2 separate regions of the Sus scrofa genome follow, and region 2 is linked to region 1. A link is a contact called in public Hi-C data. All regions are on one chromosome and are shown on one strand. Each heading gives the region's core, a stretch centred on a gene start, on an enhancer-like site or on the middle of the called end of the contact. The rest is flanking DNA. Distances are from core to core; before and after follow the strand shown. Region 1 holds the start of SRXN1 (sulfiredoxin-1). Region 2 overlaps LOC110257457 (a long non-coding RNA gene).

What was found. Hi-C and Micro-C count contacts between places; a contact is called where the count stands out from the background.
Region 2: a contact with region 1 is called in a Hi-C map of skeletal muscle, with 4 times the contacts expected there. The contact joins the enhancer-like site here to the promoter of SRXN1 in region 1. A contact is called at or near these places in 1 of 5 promoter capture datasets (fetal skeletal muscle), 20 of 47 Hi-C or Micro-C datasets (alveolar macrophages, blood, brain and 14 more) and 2 of 2 datasets of contacts at active chromatin or transcription factors (alveolar macrophages and skeletal muscle).

The regions. Positions count from the first base shown.
Region 1 is chr17:34,580,889-34,583,846 of Sscrofa11.1, forward strand. SRXN1 (sulfiredoxin-1) reads left to right here and starts at 1,489. Exons shown (of 2, transcript XM_003134361.4): 1 at 1,489-1,760. The coding sequence starts at 1,590. It overlaps LOC106506648 (a long non-coding RNA gene), which reads right to left and starts at 1,475. Exons shown (of 3, transcript XR_002339912.1): 1 at 1,256-1,475.
Region 2 is chr17:34,666,296-34,669,253 of Sscrofa11.1, forward strand. The region is part of intron 2 of LOC110257457 (a long non-coding RNA gene); the gene reads right to left. Among named protein-coding and RNA genes, the nearest start is that of CSNK2A1, 25 kb to the right of the region's middle. Within about 2 kb of position 1,411, at least 3 of the 83 cell types and tissues checked have an H3K27ac peak or open chromatin away from gene starts, as enhancers often do. A contact at or near this core is called in skeletal muscle, where this site is marked.

The DNA of each region.
Region 1 (2,958 bases), core at 239-2,738:
AGTCACCTCCCCACTGATGGCCCAGACACTGCTGAGAAGGGACAACCAGTCCCCACTTTGCCGTGCCTGATTTCTTGACCCACAAAATCTGTGAGGATTATAAAATGGTTGTCTTATGTTGCTACATTTCCAAGAGGTTTGTGCTACAGTGATAATAACTAGAACAGCTCCCAAATAAAGTACCCGCATACAAGTCCCAGACTTGGGATCTACTTCTGGGAGAATCCAAACTAAAACAAAAGGATATTGCATAGATCCTAGAATGTCTCCAGCTTCCAGTCCCAAACTTACATTAGCCCCAGAGAAAGGTACCTCACCTTAATCTCAACAGGAGGCTTAAGTCTCCATCCTGACATTGTTCAGCTACTTCTTCACCAGCCTTGGATATGCCTACCTCCAGACATCTTAATTATGTGAAAATACAAATCTTCTTAACGCTTATAGCCATTCTGAGTTGAGTCACAGGTATCTCAACATACAAACCAACAGTGGGTACAGAACACACTCTGAAGTCAGGCTGCTAGGATTCAAACCCTGGTCGAGCCACTTACTAGCTCATTACCTTAGGCAAGTCTCTCTCTCTCTCTCTCTCTCTTTTTTTTTTTTTTTTTTTTTTTTGTCTTTTTGCCATTTCTTGGGCCCCTCTCAAGGCATATGGAGGTTCCCAGGCTAGGGGTCGAATCAGAGCCGTAGCCACCGGCCTACGCCAGAGCCACAGCAACGCGGGATCCGAGCCATGTCTGCAACCCACACCACAGCTCACGGCAACGAGGATCCTTAACCCACTGAGCAAGGCCAGGGATCGAACCTGCAATCTCATGGCTCCTAGTCGGATTCGTTAACCACTGAGTCACGACAGGAACTCCCTGGGCAAGTCTCTTAAACCAAGCTGTGCCTCAGTTTCCCCCGTCTGCAAAATAGGAGTTAATCATACCTAGTTTGCAGACTTGTTTTGAGGTTTAAATAAACTAATGTACATGCAAAGTGTTTAAGACAGTGCCCGACACAGCACCAGATTCGTCAGACTCGTAATATTACTGTTGTTGGTAGGTATTATTATTACTTCTACCGCTATTACCGCTAAGGCTCCAAAGGCTGGGCTGCCAAGAGCGAGGTTTTGCCAACTCACTCTCGCCGGGCAGATCTGGCCCCTTCCACGCCGCGTCCCCGCCCCCGCCTCCCGCGGACCTGAGTCACCCCGGTGTGTGACGCACAGCCATCGGCGCCCCTCCCGCCCCACGACCTGCAGACTCACCCTGAGTCAGCCTGCCCGGACGCTTCCACTCCCGGGACGCCGAGCGGAAGAGGAGAAGCGGTGCGGCGCCCCCCAGCGGAGAGCCGGAGCCCCGCGTGCATCCCGCGGCGCCGGGCGAGTGGAGCCGAGGTCCCGCGGGGACGCGCGGGGGATGGGCCGGACCACTGCGGGGCCGGGGGAGAGAGACGCACTGGCCGGGCCCCCCGCCGCCTGCGCAGAATGGTACGGCCCGGCCGGGGTTAAAGCCCTTGGGAGGAGGTGCGTCTAGTGGCGGCGGCGGTAGCGACGGCGGCGAGATGGGACTGCGTGCGGAGGAGCGCTGGGCAGGGCCGGGATGGGCCGGGGGTCGCCCGAGGGACCTGGGCCGAGCGGCAGCGCGCAGGGCGGCAGCATCCACTCGGGTTGTATCGCCGCGGTGCACAACGTGCCGCTGAGCGTGCTCATCCGGCCGCTGCCGTCTGTGCTGGACCCGGCCAAGGTGCAGAGCCTCGTGGACACGATCCGGGTGAGGCCCTGGGGGAAGCTGGCAGCTGGGAGGGCTTCAGAGGAGGGAGGATGCGCCGGACGCCAGACGGGACTGGTTCAGTCTCCCCCGCAGCTCAGCATTTGCTGTGTGACCTTGAGCAAGCTGCTGGGCCTCTCTGGACCTCTGTTTCCTCTTTGAGCAAGGAGATTGGAGGAGAGAATAAAAATAACAATCTCTGACTCCTATCAAGATGGTATTTGAAATGGCCCAGGAGCTCTTTTAAGTGCTTAGCTTCTTCATGCCAATCCTGAGAGGTTCTTTTACAGACGAGGAAATAAGGCACAAGAGGATTCAAGCAACTTGTCCAAGGTCAGGCATTTAAGAAAGTGGTACAGCCTGGCCACAGTGCCCAGCTGCATGGCCACCACATTATCCTAAGATAAGATGTGTGGTCACTTCTGGCTGTGGCAGTGGGACTGGGGTGGGGGTGGGGTCCTGTCTGCAGAGAGGGCCTTGTTTGAACTGGAACTGGGAGAGGAACAGGTCAGCCACAGCTCAGAGAGGATGCTGGAGAAGGCTGGTGTGATCCTGGCAGGAATGAGAGGGGAGGGAGGGGCCATAGGTGTCCTGCATGACATCTTGTCCCCCTCCCCCAGACCCTTGGAGGGTGGCCATGTGAGACCCTGAGGCCCCACCAGACACCTCTCCTGCTTCCAGGCATGTCTTTCAGTCCTAGACTTTGCACTGCTGGTAGTTCCTCCTGCCTGGAACTGCTTCCCAGAGAGCCTGCTGCCCCTCTGGGGTTAGGTCCCTGCCTCCCTGTTCTGTGGCTCCCCCCTTAACCCGAGGTATTTCTCCTTGCAGGGTTTGTGTCCCGCTGAGTTATTTTATACATTTGTTTGGGTTTTATTGTCCCTCCTCCCCACCTCGTGTGAACTCCATAGAAGCAGAGACTTGGTCCTATCTTGCTCTTTCCGTGACATGAACACGGTGCCTGGCTGTTGTTGAAGGATCTGGCCCTGTGTGCTCTCTCCCACCACTGGGCCTTTGCACAGACTTTCCACCCCACCCCACCCCTGGAAAACTCTTTCGTGTCTTTTTTACTCTTTCTAATCCTCCTTGGTCTTCGGGTCAGTATCTTCCCTGACAGCCCCTACTGGGTTTGGGGCCTCCCATGGGCCCCCAGCCATCTGCATGCCTACCAGCAAACCTTTGATCCCACTGGGTTGTAATGGCC
Region 2 (2,958 bases), core at 161-2,660, 85 kb after region 1:
ATATGAAGCCATTTTCATTTTTAAATGAGTTGAGCTTCTGGGATATTCTCAGATCCTCACATCCAAATCTACAGGGCAGCCAGGTAGCACACCTGAACCCCATGGACAAGGTTTACAACAAAACTAGGTGACAAGACAGCCCCACGAATCTCCAGGTACAAGTGGATGGAGACAAACCTGCACAAGAACAAGGTCTGCCTGGGAGGACCCTCCCACTGTACTTGTCTCGGGGATGCATGGATTAATAATAAAGTCTCAGTCCCTGCCCTAGGGCCAAGGGTCAGTGGGGGACAGAGATTGTTACAGAATATCAAATTGCAACTGTGACAAGAGTAATTCTAAGAGTGTCAGACTCTAAAATTATACAGCAGAAGCTGTCTGAAATATTTCGTGCTTAAAGAAAAAAAAAAAAACACAAAGGAAGAAAGAGCTTGGTAGACTGGTAGACAGACAGAAGGACACACTGATAACTCCTCCTTTGCAGGCCCAGCTCAGTGGCCATGGTGGCAGCTGAGGGCAGCTGTCCACCCCCGTGGGCTGGAGGGGAGCTTCCCAGCCCGGAGCCCAGGCCTCAACACCCACTGCCCCCGTCTTCCTTCACGATGAATCACATGTTTGTGGACTGAAAGACAAGGTGATCCGGCCAGGAAGTCTGCAGAGTCATCAGAACAGACACGGCCCCTCAAAGCGGAAAAAACACAAGCCTTCAGAGGCTGGAGACATGGGTTCAAGTCCCAGCCTGGGCAGCAGAAGTCACGGCGTGAGCTCACAGAGATGTCAGAGGCGCAGAGAGATGACACCTGCCAGGTATCCCATGGCTTCACCTGCAGATGCCTCTAGACTCCCAGGTGGGCTCTCCAGGCCCTCGGCTCCCCTGAAGGGGAAGCTGGAGGCCCTGGGCAGCCACTGAAGATCGGGATGAGGAGGTGGGCAAGTTCTGCCCTCCTCAGGCTCTCCAGATACTCAGGTGGCATCGAGCAGGACAGGAACAAAGCCCTCGGGGCACAACCACACTTCTCTTCACTCTCAGAGCAAGCCCAGCAGGTAGGTGTCCTTATCCCCATCTGACGGATGAGAAAACTGAGGCTCACGAGGGGAAGAAGGTGACCTGAGGTCACACGGCCCTATGTGCTTTGACTCCGGTCACTGGATGGGGACACCTCGCCTCCCAGGGACAGCTCTGTCCTGGCGACCCCGACCTCACGCCCAGCCTGGAAGCCCGTTCAGGGGTGCGGCCGTCTCCCTGTGAACAAGTCTATTTTTAGTGTCGGCAGCAGGGGCTAGGGGCCAAAGCCAAGAGTGACAATGGGGGGAAGGGGGTGGGGCTGCTGGCGGCCGCCCCCGCACCCAGCAGCCGCCCCATTTCCTCGAGGAACCAGGCTGCGCACAATACAAGGAAAGCCGAGTGGGGAGCGGCTGGGGGCTCCCGTGGGGGGGCTGGCCTGGCCCATCAGGGCAGCTGGGGGCCTGGAGGAGGCCGCCAGACCTGGGGGAAATGGACCGTTAGTCCAGCTGCCAGGCCTGGGCAGGAGTGATCTTTCATGCTCACATACACACACTCCCAACCCACATTTATTTTCTCACACATATGCACACTCACCTTGATCTCTCTCTCACACAGACTCATTCTCTGTCTGTCTTTCACATGCACTCACCCGTACACACACACATATATTTTACTAACTCCTAGGCTAGGGCATGGCCTCACCTCTGGTCTCAGGCACAAAACTGGGCCCTGGGGACTCAATGAGCTGAGAATCCCAGCGAAGCCAACCAGGAGTTGCCATCAAGCCCAGGTGGGAAATGCCGTCACGAGCATCCCAGATCCTTTGCCGGATCCTGGCTTCTGGGGGACAGGTGTCCCTGCTGGGGAGGGTCCCAAGCACAAAAGGATACATGCTGTCTAGTTTCACTTATATGAAATTCCAGAAGAGGCAAAAGCGAGCGACAGTGATAAATCAGATTCGTGGTGGCTGGGGGCCAGGGGGTGGGCGTGACAGGTGAGGGACGCGAGGGAGATTTTGGGGGTGATGGGGATGTACTGCATTCTGATTGGGCGGTGGCTACACAGGGTGTATATTTGTCAAAACTCATGGAAAGATACTTTTATTTATTTTTTGCCTGCCTATGCGGCAGGCAGAAATTCTGGGGCCCAGGATCGAACCCAAGCTACAGCAGTGACAATGCCAGGCCACCAGGGCACTCCAGAAAGATATGCTTTAAATGGATAACATGGGTCCCTTAGGTTTTATATTAATTATTTCCTGATGCAGTTGATGTAAAAAATCAGCATCCTCCTCTCAACCTTGAGGATTTAAGATCGTCACGGGATGGAGGTGGACCGTGTTCTTTTTGGTGATGGAGGGAGCCTCCTCCCAAAGGGCTCTCAAGGCCCAACACTCGGGGTGCATTTAGGTCTCTGCTTAGCTTTTTTCCAGGTGTGGAGGGTGCCAAGCAGGGAAGGTGGGCTGCTGTTCATGGAGCACATGCTAAGGGAAGCGCTGACCTCTAGTTCTGGGTAATTCACTTCCCCCAGCACCCAGTGAAGCAGGTGCTCTTAGCGTGTCCACTTTAACAGAAAAGGAAAAAGGTGAAGGGGGAGTGGGTCTTGCTCAAGATGGTACAGCTGGCGGCCAGGGGGAGGGGGCCTTGAACTCAGCTTGGCCCCAGAGCCCTGTACCCCACTCTATGCCACGTGTGAGAGGGTGCTGGGGCCACTGTTCAACCTTTCTGATGATTTCCCTCTTTGCTGGCCTGAAAGTTCCCTCCCGCTTGGAGTTCCCATTGTGGCTCAATGCATTAAGAACCTGACTAGTTTCCATGAGGAAAAAGGTTCGATCCCTGGCCCCGCTCAGTGGGCTAAGTAAGGATCCTACGATGCTGCAAACTTTGGTGGAGGTTGCAGATGTGGCTTGATCTAGCGTGGCTGTGGCTGTGGTGTAGGCCAGCAGCTGCACC